Linked DNA regions of Mus musculus: regions 1, 2, 3 and 5 are each linked to region 4. A link is a contact called in public Hi-C, HiChIP or PLAC-seq and promoter capture Hi-C data. All regions are on one chromosome and are shown on one strand. The core of a region is the stretch at or near the end of the contact, and the rest is flanking DNA. Distances in the headings are between cores, read along the strand shown. Region 1 holds the start of Tbc1d9b (TBC1 domain family, member 9B). Region 2 overlaps Col23a1 (collagen, type XXIII, alpha 1). Region 3 holds the start of Sqstm1 (sequestosome 1). Region 4 holds the start of Zfp354c (zinc finger protein 354C). Region 5 holds the start of Maml1 (mastermind like transcriptional coactivator 1).

Evidence for each region. Promoter capture Hi-C pulls out the DNA fragments that hold promoters and counts their contacts. Hi-C and Micro-C count contacts between places; a contact is called where the count stands out from the background. HiChIP or PLAC-seq counts read pairs in DNA pulled down with a chosen protein or histone mark.
Region 1: a Hi-C map of the C2C12 cell line shows a contact between it and region 4, with 2.7 times the contacts expected there. The contact joins the promoter of Tbc1d9b here to the promoter of Zfp354c in region 4. A contact is called at or near these places in 3 of 39 promoter capture datasets (the 3T3-L1 cell line, neural stem cells and stem cell-derived epiblast-like cells) and 1 of 484 Hi-C or Micro-C datasets (the C2C12 cell line).
Region 2: a contact with region 4 is called in an H3K27ac HiChIP or PLAC-seq map of the NIH/3T3 cell line, with 11 times the contacts expected there. The contact joins the enhancer-like site here to the promoter of Zfp354c in region 4. A contact is called at or near these places in 7 of 39 promoter capture datasets (the 3T3-L1 cell line, 3T3-L1-derived adipocytes, the C10 cell line and 4 more), 1 of 15 datasets of contacts at CTCF or cohesin (large pre-B cells), 1 of 484 Hi-C or Micro-C datasets (cerebral cortex) and 4 of 115 datasets of contacts at active chromatin or transcription factors (the NIH/3T3 cell line, embryonic stem cells, large pre-B cells and 1 more).
Region 3: a contact with region 4 is called in a Hi-C map of the N1E-115 cell line, with 4 times the contacts expected there. The contact joins the promoter of Sqstm1 here to the promoter of Zfp354c in region 4. A contact is called at or near these places in 1 of 39 promoter capture datasets (neural stem cells), 1 of 484 Hi-C or Micro-C datasets (the N1E-115 cell line) and 1 of 115 datasets of contacts at active chromatin or transcription factors (memory CD8 T cells).
Region 5: a promoter capture Hi-C map of hippocampal neurons shows a contact between it and region 4, with 2.4 times the contacts expected there. The contact joins the promoter of Maml1 here to the promoter of Zfp354c in region 4. A contact is called at or near these places in 3 of 39 promoter capture datasets (cranial neural crest, frontonasal cranial neural crest and hippocampal neurons).

What each region holds. Positions count from the first base shown.
Region 1 is chr11:50,130,073-50,132,772 of GRCm38.p6, reverse strand. It overlaps Tbc1d9b (TBC1 domain family, member 9B), which reads right to left and starts at 1,413. Exons shown (of 22, transcript NM_001290760.1): 1 at 1,217-1,413. The coding sequence starts at 1,334.
Region 2 is chr11:51,538,493-51,541,192 of GRCm38.p6, reverse strand. The region is part of intron 5 of Col23a1 (collagen, type XXIII, alpha 1); the gene reads right to left. Among named protein-coding and RNA genes, the nearest start is that of Phykpl, 45 kb to the left of the region's middle. Within about 2 kb of position 1,337, at least 38 of the 459 cell types and tissues checked have an H3K27ac peak or open chromatin away from gene starts, as enhancers often do.
Region 3 is chr11:50,209,387-50,212,086 of GRCm38.p6, reverse strand. Sqstm1 (sequestosome 1) reads left to right here and starts at 1,267. Exons shown (of 8, transcript NM_011018.3): 1 at 1,267-1,534. The coding sequence starts at 1,330.
Region 4 is chr11:50,826,290-50,828,989 of GRCm38.p6, reverse strand. It overlaps Zfp354c (zinc finger protein 354C), which reads left to right and starts at 1,259. Exons shown (of 5, transcript NM_013922.4): 1 at 1,259-1,411; 2 at 2,480-2,564. The coding sequence starts at 2,532.
Region 5 is chr11:50,291,079-50,293,778 of GRCm38.p6, reverse strand. Maml1 (mastermind like transcriptional coactivator 1) reads left to right here and starts at 1,443. Exons shown (of 5, transcript NM_175334.3): 1 at 1,443-2,053. The coding sequence starts at 1,718.

The sequences.
Region 1 (2,700 bases), core at 164-2,663, 700 kb after region 4:
AGAGGCTCGAAGGAACCTGCGTTCCTGATGAATCTCTTAGGTATACAGTGCTCAGGAGGCTGTGATGGCCCAATGGCCATGGCAGGCTGCACAAACCTGGCTCAATGTGATTTGGAATTCACAGAATGGCTGGCACCGTAGTCTGGACGCTCAGCCTTGAGAGGCGGGAGGCGGTTGGACACAGATGAATGCTAGAACAAAAGGGACTTGTCCCACGGTGCCCTGTGTTCCTCAGTGGCCTTATGGTAGCTTCCAAGGTTGATCACTGGGCTGTTCAAGAGGGCTGCTACCTAACTCTCAATAAACATTGGGTCCTGGAGCCAGGCCTAGCATCAACTCCAGTCATCTCTTGGCCCTCCGGGAAGGAGCCTGATTGTGGAAGGGAACATTGAGTTTTCTTGGAAAAGGTACAGTCCCTTCCACATTAAGAAGTGTAGCTCATGAGATGCTGGCAGCTGATGTCACCTAGGTGAGGCCACCAACTGCATCTGCAGGACTGTCAGCTGCCACCCTGCAAAACCAGGGCATTCACAGAAAATTCACTTTCCATATTGAAAGATCTGGCACCCAGAAGGGTCCACGTACAGGGGTCTGCTGCAGGGCCGGATCTGGAGTACTTGACAAGCCCTGGGACACACGGGGCTTCCAACAAGTCCTGCTGAATAGATTCCCACAATGCCACATGTCACACAAAGTCAGAGGCTCCCACTCCAGCTGCTTCTGTGTGAGTGGTAGTGCTCAGATACCCGAGAGGCACCCGGGGTAGCTCTGAGGGACACTTCATATATACCGATAAATATGCAAAAACAAGCTTTGAATTGGGAGCTCTGACGGCATCAAGTGAGGAGAGACCGGAGGAAGGGGAGGTCAGGGCATCTTTGGTCTTCGCCAAGAGGCAACTCTTCAGTGAACTAGGAGTAAAGAGGGCAAAAGGAAACGTGTGCTTATGCCACTTGGTCCCTCAGAGGCAGCTGGAGAAACTGAGGCAGAGGGCGAGCTGGGGAACCCTGCTGGCTTCTGGTTGCTATGTGACTTTACAGGACTGTGCACACGTCCCGGCGGAGGCCACTGGTGTCCTTCCCCTGCTGCCTGTCCCGGGATCGTCCTCCCCACCCGCCTTCCGACCCCCCTGTGCCGCTGCGCGTGCCCGCGGGTCGCGTCCTGCTGCCCCGCCAGGCCCGGTGCGCACAGGCCCGGCCGCCCGCGCCCCGCTCACCCGTGAGGCCTCCGCCCTTGCCGTGGCCTCGGCGCCGCTGCAGCACGAAGAAGGGGTTGGCCCGCTCCGTCACCCATAGCGCGTTAGCCACCAGCACCTCCTCGGGCCCGAGCCACATCCCGCGGCCGCTCGCACCGGGCCAGAGCCCGTGAGGCGGAAGCGCGCGCCGCCGTCGCCGCGCCCGAGCCGAGCCGAGAGGAGCCGAGAGGCTGGGGCGGGGTCGAGACGTCGGCCCGAAGGTTGGCTCCCCCTAGCGGCCGCGCTGGCTCACAGCGTCGCCCTCCTCGACCTCTCCTGGCCTGGCAGTCCCCTCCAGCCCTGCTGCCGCTGTCCAGTTTGGAGGGGATCGCATGCTCTCTGCCTACTGTGCAGCCCAGGCGAGTTAATGTGGCAAAAAGCGTCTGGAGAAGGGTACAGCAGCGCCTGGTCAGCCTCGGGATTTTGACTCAAGTCTAAGGTTGGGATCCTCAAGAGCCCAGTTGTCAGGAAGCGCAGCTGGTGCCCTTTGAAATAAGTGCGCTCACCCCATCTGACAGATGGATTGGGGTGGCCTTGAGGCTGAGGTCACAGATGAGCACTTAATTTTTTTCATAAGCGTACAGCAGTATGATCTAGGGGCGCAGTGCCCTGCTCTTACCTCTCCTGGCCTGAAGGCGGCAGTCTCTGACAGTACAAATTCACCTTCAGATCCCAGCCCAGGGCTTCTGCCACTGAACCATGAAGCAAAACTAGCTACTGCGGGCTCTGTGAACTAGAGCCCGGTTAAACAATTAGGAACAAGATAGTTTCTGACTCAAAGGTGCAAATGACTCCGCCTGGACAAAAGGGGCGGACCATATTTATTTTGGTAAAGGCTAGGGAGACAGCTGTATGAGCTGTCCCCATGTCACCTGGACATGGCAGGAGGGTAAAAGGAAGGAGAGATAAATTCATTCTGGGAGGTTTGAGCAGATGTAATGGGTGACAGCCAGAGTGAGCCACAACCTTCTGAAACGCGGCTTGTGACTCAGCTTTCAAGACATGGCTTTCCTTACAACTTTGAAGTACAATATACTCCGGTTATCCTGACAGAGTACACAGCAACCAGTCAGTCTGGCTGTCCATCATCTTACTCCATGAGGGAGTGAGTATGATATCCATGTATGAAACATAACTAAACTCATCATCTCTCAGATACTGGATTCTCAGCCCATTGTATTAATGTGTCCTGATAGTAAGTCCTCAATGAGGACTTTGGACGCGCAGACGAATGCTGCTGTGCTCTCTGGAGAAGTCTACCCTCAAGATTTCGGAAGTAAGCCAGGCATGGTGGTAGACACCTTTACCCCAGGACTTGGGAGGCAGAGGCAGGTATATCTCTGTGAAGTTGAGACCAGCATGGTTTACCTAGCAAGTTCTAGACCAAAAATAATTTAGAAGTAGTGGACTGAGGGATGGCTCAGCAAAAGATGGAGATTGGGGGGGGGGGGGTTACAGCTCCAGGG
Region 2 (2,700 bases), core at 88-2,587, 710 kb before region 4:
TGGGACTCAGACATCAGAGGAAGGGCACAGTTGACTCCTTAGTGAGGCTGGCTGCCTCAACCGAGTGCTCCTTATCAGCCTGACTCTGTCTGGGGGTGGGGACTTCTGAACCTCACTTTTGTCAGCACCCACCTGGCTTATGCTTGGTTTTTGGCTTTTCTTTTTCTTTGAGACAGGGTCTCACTGATCACTCTGTAGATCAGGCCGGCTTCAAACTCAGTGATCTGCCTGTTTACTGCTGAGATGAAAGGTGTTTGCTCGTCGCTGTTCTGTGTTGAGGAAGGGTTTCACATAGCTTAGGTGAGTACCATAATGCCTGTTTTTTGTTTGTTTGCTTGTGTTCTTTTGAGACAGGGTTCTCTGTGTAGCCCTAGCAGTCCTGGAACTTGCTCTGTAGACCAGGCTGGCCTTGAACTCAGAGATCTGTCTCCCAAGTATTGGAATTAAAGGCGCACACCACCACAGCCTGGCTTTCATGACTGTTTTTTTTTTTTTTTTTTTTTTAATGTGGCGTAGGAATTATTCCCATAGGGCTGGCAAGATGGCTCAGCGGGTAAGAGCACTGACTGCTCTTCCGAAGGTCCTGAGTTCAAATCCCAGCAACCACATGGTGGCTCACAACTACCTGTAATGAAACCTGACGCCTTCATCTGGTGCATCTGAAGACAGCTACAGTGTACTTATGTATAATAATAAATAAATCTTTGGGCTAGAGCAAGCAGGGACTAAGTCAGCCGGGCCAACGAGAATGAGCGGGGTTGACCAGAGGGAACAGAGGTCCTAAAAATTCAATTCCCAACAACCACATGAAGGCTCACAACCATCTGTACAGTTGCACTGTACTCACATTCATTAAATAAATACGTAAATCTTTACAAAAAAAAAAAAAGGGGGAGGATCCCCATAGAACCCAAGGCCTTATTTATATTAGGCACACAGACTACAAAGTCAGCTATATTCCCAGCCCCCTACTTCAGTTTTTGTTCTTATATCACACCTCCCTTTCCTGAGGCTGCAGCCCTGTCCCCGCCTGATGTGGGTTTGCAGGTAGGTAGGTGCTCACAGCTACTAAACCCTCTTGACACTGACCACAGCCTAATGTGAAGCTGGAGCTTAGGTGACTTGTGGATCTTTCTCTGGATCAGTCGTAGGCTTCTAGGATGGATTTCTTGCTACTATCTGTAAAATGCCAAACTGCCCGGAGCTGAGAATAAACGTTTGTTGAACAATGTTTACACATGACAGTGATTCCATGAACGAAAGGTCCAATTTCCCACCAGCCCCGGTGTCTGAACGCCGGTGAGCACTAGGGGGCGCCCTTGATTTGTTATCTGCTAGTGAAAGCCAACTCCTGCCCTGGTGTCACAGCGCTAGAGGCTCTGTACTTAGTATGCTCACCCAGGCAAAGCTTGCTAGCCTCAAGGGCTCCCCCTGCTGGACTGAATGATCATTAAGCGACAGGAACTGTCATTCACTGAACCCGGTATGAGTGCCCAGTCCTGGAGCTCCCAGGAACCATCCACTTGGATCTCCTAATTGCTACCAGGGATGCAAAGAACATAATATCTATGAGGAGTGAGATATGCCTGAGATCGCACAGTCTATGGGGACCCCAAACTCATTCTTTCTCAAGTCATGGGAGGCGGCAGGAACAGCTTCCTACTCACATACTGTCTTCTCCCCAGTCTTTTTATGACTTGGCCCAGTTCTGTGAACAGGCTCCTCCACGCAGTAGGCTGTGTGTGGTGAAATGAAGAGAGGTGCCAGGCAGCAGCCAGTCTGCAGGTACCACTCCATGGCTGGTTGCTGGCAACCAGTAAGCAGCCGGCCCATTCTCCTCTGCTGGCCTCTTGTGGTACTGTTTCCTCTTCCAGAGTGACCTGTGGGCAGGAGGCCCCTGTACCAGGAAGGTGCAGAAACAGGAGAGGGTGTGCGGCCCTGGAACCTGAGCAGCGGACCCAAAGCGCAGGCCCCATGACTGCCTGTGGTCATCTCTCTTTCCTTGGCTGCCTCACACGTGACATGATGGGAAACTGAGGAATGGAGAGCCTCACCCCGACCATGGCAGGACTGAAGAAGTACCTGTTTTGTTCTGCCTGGGGGAAGGCTGGGAAGGAAGCCCGTATGGAGGACCTCTTCTGCAAGCCCAGCTGGCTCTGTCTTTGAGGTTCCAATCTGGGGACTATTATGGGGGACTCAGGAAGTGGGTGTTCACCCCTCCTCCCTCTGCCCAGCATCTTGGGGGCTGGGAGCTGCCCCGCAGGGGTCAGATGGGAGTGAGCCAGGGGATGTTAGAATTTAAGAAAGCATATGAATTTGGGGGGTATTACAGATGAATCATTTAACTAATTACATTTTTACAATCAAAGCTGTTTTTGAACTGGAAGAGTGTAAGGAAGCGTCTGAGTGTGTGGTGGTCATGGCTTTTTTTTTTTTTTTTTTTTTTTTTTGTTCGCCTGATTAATTCCAAACAGTCCAATTGAGTTATTCACTTGGAAATTGGTCCCAGGCTGGAGCCCTGTCTCAAAGACCACATTTCAGCCCCCAGCTTACTCTGTCCTTTGGGACCTCAGCTGTCGATGCCTGACTGATGTTGGAGGCTTTGCAGGTCCTGCCTCCCTGGGTACTGTGAGTTTAACCAGACGGGGCCTGTGGGTGGTGCTCGGTCCTGGGAGATGCCTGCGTGAGGGTTTCTGATTC
Region 3 (2,700 bases), core at 18-2,517, 620 kb after region 4:
GTTTGTATTGGGGGTTGAACCTAAGATGTAACACATACTAGGCAGGTGCTCTGTCACTGAGCTATATCCCTATGCACCAAATTCCCATTAATGATATCTCCCGGGTATATCCCTACTAAGCTAAATCCTCATGACCTGTATCCCTACTAAGCTAAATCTCTATAAGCTGTATCCCTACTAAGCTAAATCTCCTGTATCCTTACTAAACTGTATAGCCAGATTCTTTATTCCCGCCCCCCAGCACCCAGACTTTTTTTCTTTCTTAGAAGCCTCATGCAGCCAAGGCTGGCTTTGAACTCTGGAACCTCTGACCTCCCAAGTACTAGGATCACTTTCTATTTTGAAACAGTTTCACCAAGTTGCTCAAGCAGAATATCTTGAACTTGGTCTTTTCCTGCCTCAGCACCTCAAACAGCTGGAATAACCAACCTGTGGCACAGGACTGGCTATAGCTTGTATTTTGGTTCCTAGATGGAGGGCAGGTGGTCTGATCCCTTTGTGCTTTGAAGCCACTAAGGCCTGAGATACATGTACCTTCCGAGAGAGAGAGAGAGAGAAAGAGAGAGAGAGAGAGAGAGAGAGAGAGAGAGAGAATATGAATGTGTGTGTATGTGTGTGTGTGTCTGGGCTGCAGTGAGGAATCTCTGGTTGCAATGAACAGGTTGTGACTACTGCTGCCTCTGGAGCCCTGGCTACCCCTCTTACAGGGTGGGTTTGTGAGAAGTCACCAGTGCTTGTCCAACACCTCTCAACCTGATCTTTGTTAAATTGGGTGAGGCCTAAGATGGTGGGTGATGTTCCTTTATTCAGTGAGGGGCTGGTCATGGTGGATGCCTGGAAGGGGGTGGGAGTGGGGGCTACTACCGGGGACACTATGTTTAGGAGGGTCGGAATAGCATCCTGTGAGACAGCCTGTTTGGCTAAAAGAATGGCTACCTGACAGTAGACATCTGTGTCCTCCTAGCTTCTGGGCCGTACATCCCCCCTGGCTTGGGGACGACACTGCTGAGTCATAGGCAGGCCCAAGCCTGGGAGGTACCTAGGCTCGATACTTACGGGTCCTTTTCCCAACGACTTGAGGCTGAGGCTGGTCTCTTGTGGTCACCCATGTATTCGGTGGGAAAGAAAAGAGTAGGCAGTGGGGTCGTCTCGACCCCGTACCTTTCAAGGGTCCCATCAAGGGGGCTCCAGCGGCCGCCCCAGCCTAGGGGAGGGGCGGGGCTCATAGAGGCTCCGCCCCCACGAGGCGGGGCTCCCCCGTTTTCTATAAAAGCTGGGCTCTCGGCGCCGCCGCTGCCCAGCTGTTTCGTCCGTACCTAGACCGCGGTTATGGCGTCGTTCACGGTGAAGGCCTATCTTCTGGGCAAGGAGGAGGCGACCCGCGAGATCCGCCGCTTCAGCTTCTGCTTCAGCCCGGAGCCGGAGGCGGAAGCCCAAGCCGCGGCCGGCCCGGGGCCCTGCGAGAGGCTGCTGAGCCGAGTGGCTGTGCTGTTCCCCACGCTGAGGCCTGGCGGCTTCCAGGCGCACTACCGCGGTGAGGGCCTGGGGCGGGGAAGCCAACCTCCCCCGCCAGGGAGTAGTAGGTCTGGGCGAGGACGAGGCGGCGTGTCCTCTGGCTCCCCGCGGGGACAGGGTGGTCAGGCGGCCGCTCAGGTTACATCTAACATCCAGCGGTTCGCTTGCTCCCCGTAACGCCCGGTGGTGGGTTCAGTTAAAGCCCCGGAAGACCTGGGACCAGGCAGACGTGGAGGAGGGGTGGAGAGGAGTGACGCGGATAAATAAGCAGCGGGGGCGGGGTGGGGCAGCCCGTGGGAAGGGAGGTAGGGGACCCCGGAACTAGCTCAGTCTCTTGCGTTGGAGTGGCTGGTGGCTGCATGGGGTGGAGCTAGAGGTTGTTGACAAGAGACGAGTGGACAAGACCCTCCCTGTGGGAGGGAATGGTTTTGCGATCTCTATGGAGGACTGTGGGTAGGCCAGGTTGGTTGGTCAGTCTCTCTCTTTTCTGAAATAAAGCCACGTAGCCTGATTGGCCTGGAATTCACGAGTGGTTTAGGCCGTCCTCAATCACTCCAATCCTCTTGTCTCAATTTTCTAGTGCAGGAATCACAGGGACTACTGGACAGAAAATTTTCAGTGTAACTGCGTTATAACCTAGGACCTGTGCAATTCACCCAGTAAAAGTGTATAACGATTATTCTTTCGTATTAGCAGAGACAGGTCTTACTATATGGCCGGGATGGCCTGTATCTCTAAATTGTCCTTCTGAGTCATCTTTGTGCTAGGCATCCAGTCCAGGGCTTCATGCATGTTAGGCCCTCGAGCAACTGAGCTACCTCCCCAGCTCCTTGCATTTAAAAAAAAAAAATGAGTTGTATAACTATTTTCACATTCGGCTTAGAATCTCTTCATTGTTTTATAAATTTTATTTATATATTACATAAAAATTATATAACAATTATTGTAATAATTATTATTTTATTATATAATTTTTTTCCTGTTTGTCATCTTGTATCCTTTCCAGTTCCAGGCAATGGCTGGTCTACTTTAGTATTCATTTTACTATTAGGAATTAGAACACATTAAAATGGCTTTTTTTTTTTTTTTTGGTTGCTTTTTCAAGACAGGGTTTCTCTAGGTAGCTTTGGCTGGTCTGTAGACCAGGCTGGCACAGTGAATCTTTGTTCATTCACTTATTAATAT
Region 4 (2,700 bases), core at 10-2,509:
ATTGTATCTTATATCTTGGGTATCCTAGGTTTGGGGCTAATATCCACTTATCAGTGAGTACATATTGTGTGAGTTCCTTTATGAATGTGTTACCTCACTCAGGATGATGCCCTCCAGGTCCATCCATTTGGCTAGGAATTTCATAAATTCATTCTTTTTAATAGCTGAGTAGTACTCCATTGTGTAGATGTACCACATTTTCTGTATCCATTCCTCTGTTGAGGGGCATCTGGGTTCTTTCCAGCTTCTGGCTATTATAAATAAGGCTGCTATGAACATAGTGGAGCATGTGTCCTTCTTACCAGTTGGGGCGTGGACACTATGCCCCCCCTTAGAATTGGGAACAAAACACCCATGGAAGGAGTTACAAAGACAAAGTTTGGAGCTGAGATGAAAGGATGGACCATGTAGAGACTGCCATATCCAGGGATCCACCCCATAATCAGCATCCAAACGCTGACACCATTGCATATACTAGCAAGATTTTATCGAAAGGACCCAGATGTAGCTGTCTCTTGTGAGACTATGCCGGGGCCTAGCAAACACAGAAGTGGATGCTCACAGTCAGATAATGGATGGATCACAGGGCTCCCAATGGAGGAGCTAGAGAAAGTACCCAAGGAGCTAAAGGGATCTGCAACCCTATATGTGGAACAACATTATGAACTAACCAGTACCCCGGAGCTCTTGACTCTAGCTGCATATGTATCAAAAGATGGCCTAGTTGGCCATCACTGGAAAGAGAGGCCCATTGGACACGCAAACTTTATATGCCCCAGTACGGGGGAACGCCAGGGCCAAAAAGGGGGAGTGGGTGGGTAGGGGAGTGGGGGTGGGTGGGTATGGGGGACTTTTGGTATAGCATTGGAAATGTAAATGAGCTAAATACCTAATAAAAAATGTAAAAAAAATAAACTACAATGATTAGTGATGTGGGCTAGGGTTCTCCTAGAGTTTTGTTTTGTTTTACTTTTTTTGGTTTTAGTCTCGCTATGTAGTCCTGGCTGTCCACATGTAGTCAGTCAGGCTGGCCTGGTACCTATGGGTACCTCGCTCCTAAACCCTAAATTCCACTTTTGTCCTGTCACATCACTTCACCCTCCTAGCAAACAAGTCTGAGGGACTGACTGAGAGAGCAGGGACAGGCTTGCTGGATTTGCAGTGCAACACGACCCGACTCAGCTTTCAGAACGCGCCTGGCCCCGGTGCCTTCTGGGAGGTGTAGTCAGAAAAGACCTCAGGCATGCCGGGAGTAGTAGTTCTCTGGGGCTTCTCCCGGTGGCGGGGCTGCTCGCGGCGTTTTGGGGGGCTCCTGGTGGAGGTGATCCTGACTGTGCTAGGAGAGAGCGTCTGGGGCCGACATCCTCGAGACTGCTCGTGCTGAGAGTGGTGGGAGCGAGCGCCGGCGTCCGTGAGTGGGGTGAAGAGGGGCGACCGGGGCGTAGCGGGCGGTGGGCTTCCCGGCGAGCCCGGCGCGGCCTGGCGACTGCTCTGCGGCCTCAGGCTCGGGGATCTTTCTGCGGGTTTGGCCCTCCACGAAGCGTGGCTGGGACCAAACTGCGGATCCAGAGGCCTGTGCATCTTCTGTAGCATCTTAGCTATGCAGATCATAAAATCAACAGCCGATACCTAGCAGTCTAATCTAACTTAATGAATTAGCGCATCTAATAGCAAGTTACAGGCCCCTTGGCCCTTCATTGTGCCTATGGTGCAGAAGAAGAAACCAAGGCACATTGTGGCCCGAGAGTTCTCTGAGTCTTGATCGGAGCCTTAGACTGAAAGCAGAATTTCCTTCCCATTTGTGATGCTTGCTGTCTTGTCACTTTGGGCAGGCTGTGAACCTCCTGGCTGTCCACCTCAGCCACGTCGACAGCACAGCCCCACCTCTGCTGCACAGAGGACTGGTTCCAGGAATTCCCAAACAGCCAACACTTAAGTTCTTGCGGTAGACAGACACAGCATTTGCAGAGAGCTTGGACACATTATCCTTTGTACTTTAAATCAGTCCTGCCCAACCTTTTGACATTGCCACGAATCTTGTACAAGGTGCTAAAGGGTCTGTAGGTGGGTGTGGAGGGATCAGTGTAAGAAAGAAGAAGAGTGATTAATATACAGAAGGGATGTAGTTTTGGCAGGTTGGCTTTGTCAGTGTTCCTGTCATTTGGTACCATTATGGGTGGGTTTTAAAACTTAATTTATTTTCATGTGTGTATGTTTGTGTCTGTTTGTGTGTCTGTGCCCATGAGCACACAGTACCTAAGGAAGCCAGAGAGGATGTTGGATCCCCTGTAGTTACAAGTAGCTGTGGATAGCCCAATGTGGGTGCTGATAATCAAACTTCTTTGCGAACAAGGGAAGTGCTTTTAATCACACAGCCACTTCTCCAGACCCCTTTGTGGGTGGCTTTACCCTCCTGGCTCCAAGCCTTCCCTTTGTACCAGAATTCCTTACTACACCTTTTTTTTTTTTTTCTTCCCAGGCATATTTGGTCAGCACTCGGCTCTCCTTTGGCAGAAAAACTAAGAAGGGAAATGGCTGTGGATTTGCTGGCTGCCCGAGGCACAGTAAGTGAAGCTTGTCTTTGCATAAATTGCTTTCTGACTCAGATGTGGATGTGTTTCCATTTTCTGCCCCTGCCAATTTTTTCCCTTGCAAAATTAGCATTTAACAGGGGTATGCAAACTCCAGTTTGAAGCTGAC
Region 5 (2,700 bases), core at 194-2,693, 540 kb after region 4:
TGTCCTCCTAGATACTATTCTTTAGGATATATATATATATCTTTTAACAGCTTTTATTAGAAAAAAAGTTTCTCAGGCTTCATATTTGAGGATATTGGAAGTCATGCCCAGGATATTTTGTGTTTTAGGTTGCGTCCTGAATCCATACACTATAGAGTTTTGAAGATAACCTTGCACTTCTAACTGGGCGTAATGGTGTGATCAGAAGCAGAGGCAGGCCAGCCTCAGACAATATATTTGAGGGCAATCTGGGGTACCTGACACTACAGTTTAATGGTGGGCTGGAGAGTTGGCTCAGCAGCTAAGTACCCCACTGCTCTGCCAGAGGTCCTGAATTCCCAGCAACCACATGGTGGCTCATAATCATCAGTAATGGGATCCGATGCCCTCTTCTAGTGTGTATGTGAAGACAGCTGCAGCGTACTCATGAGGTCCTGGGTTCAGTCCTTCATCACTGCATACAAAAGCTGCTGGTTTCACTTGAGTGCTGATTGTAATGCTTGGCACTGGGAAGAAGCAGTGCTCACTTATCTTTGCCACTCCCGCCACCAAAAACTTAGAATTCCTTTTTCTTATTTTAACTCCATGTGTATAAAAACACTTGGCTGTTAGCTTTTTTTCTTTGTGATTTTAAAAATAAAACTTTAATGAACTCTAGTAAGAGGTTAAAGGGTGACATGTTTGAGTGGCTCGTGAGGTCTTCTATTGCAAAGCCTCCCAGCATCTCCTATGGCAGTTTGGGTGTCAGTAACCATCCAGAACATTTTTTGGTCCTTTCCTGGCTTTTTACCTTCGCTCACTTGCTTGCTAGTGGCATCACTGGAACCCAGTGCTTTGGATTGGATTTTGAGTGACTCAATTTTATATATCAGTCGGTTTTTAAGTGTATGCCCCTGTAGATCTAAATAACTCCAGTCCCCAGTATTGAGGCTCTTTCCCACCCTCACCCCTCCAAGTAATGAGCTATTGCTCACAGTACCAGTCAGTGATAACTATCTCTACTAGGTCGCTCAAGCTCAAAACAATTCTGATCAATTACGTGGCTGTATGTAAAGAATGAGGTCGGAAATGGCTGACCTCGAAATAGTGTGGGTGGACTAAAAAGATAGACAGCTTTGGACATCTGGGTCTTAAGGCTTCCACCTCACTCAGACTTAACCCGCGTTCCTCACGAACCCGGAAGGGACTGCTTTCAGGGGGCGGTGTTCAGAAAACGTGGCTCTTCTTGGATAGGTTCCCGTCAGTCACAGTTCACTCTCCCGCACTGAGCCCGCCTCGGGCTTCCCTCCTCGCCAGAGTGTTCAGTTTAAATACCCGAAAATTCCTGACGTGCTTGTCCCCCACGCCCTCGGGCAGCGGGTTTCCTTTGATTGGCTAGAGCTTCGGTCCATCAGCAGTGACGCAGAGTTCGCCGGCCCAGGCCCCGCCCTCTTCCGAAAGCCCCGAAAACAATTTTAAGATGGCGGCGGCAGCGGCGCGGAAAACAATGGGGCAGGGGTATAGCGGACAGGCCGAAGCCTGAGGCGGGCGGTGTTCCCCGGCCTGGAATCGGGCCGAGCGGGGCCGGAGGAAGACCCGCCGCCGCGCCCGAGCCCGCTCCACAGCCCGGCCGGACATGGCGCGGGCGTGAGGCGGATCCGGGCCGTCAGAAGCGGAGGAACCCGAAGTGGCAGCCGGCGCCGGGAGGCCCGGGCCCGGCCAGTGCCGCCCGCGGCCCATGGTGCTACCCACCTGCCCCATGGCGGAGTTCGCGCTGCCGCGGCACAGCGCGGTCATGGAGCGCCTCCGCCGGCGCATCGAACTGTGCCGGCGCCACCACAGCACCTGTGAGGCCCGCTACGAGGCTGTGTCTCCCGAGCGCCTGGAGCTCGAGCGCCAGCACACCTTTGCCCTGCACCAGCGCTGCATCCAGGCCAAGGCCAAGCGCGCCGGCAAGCACCGGCAGCCGCCGGCCGCCGCCACGGCCCCGGTTGCCGCTCCGGCCCCCGCCTCGGCCCCGGCGGCCGCGCGCCTGGACGCAGCGGACGGCCCGGAGCACGGCCGCCCGGTCGCGGTGAGTAAGGCTGGCGCCTGCCACAGCAATACTCACTCCCGAAAACGCCTCTTCCGGCGCGGATCGGGCCTTGGGGAAACTTTCCCGAGCGCCCCCATTTCTTAGTCTGGGTCCTGGGAGGTGGCTAACATGGCAGGGCGCTTGTCATCTTCCAGAAGTGGCACTGCGGTGTACTTTGGGAAAACGTCCCCTTGAGGACTTGAGTGAAATCGGGGCTGGAAAAGCAGGAGGTTAGTTGCTGGTAGGCTTTTCTCCTAAACTTAATTTCCAATTGATGAGAACTTCGTCTTGGAGCAGACCCGCGTTGGAGTTGCCTAGGATGTAGGGCGTTCTTGCACCGTAGGCCTGGCCTCGCTTAGTCTGCAGATGTTGATTGGATCTTTGCTTCGTGGAGGTTAGTTAGGGCTTTAATATGGAAATAAGTCTCCCTTCAGTTGACAGTATCCCGCGGTTTCGGAATGGAAAATTGAAAAGTCTTTGGAAGCTTCGGTAAACGGAGTTGCTTAAAAGGCATTCGTTTTCCCCCAACCCCCGCAAAAGGGAACTTTGGAATTTGTGAACGCCTGATTCCTGCTATATTATTGACAGTTCCAAAATTAACCTACTAAGCCTGTTAAAAACCTCTGATAATATTAATAGTTGTTGAA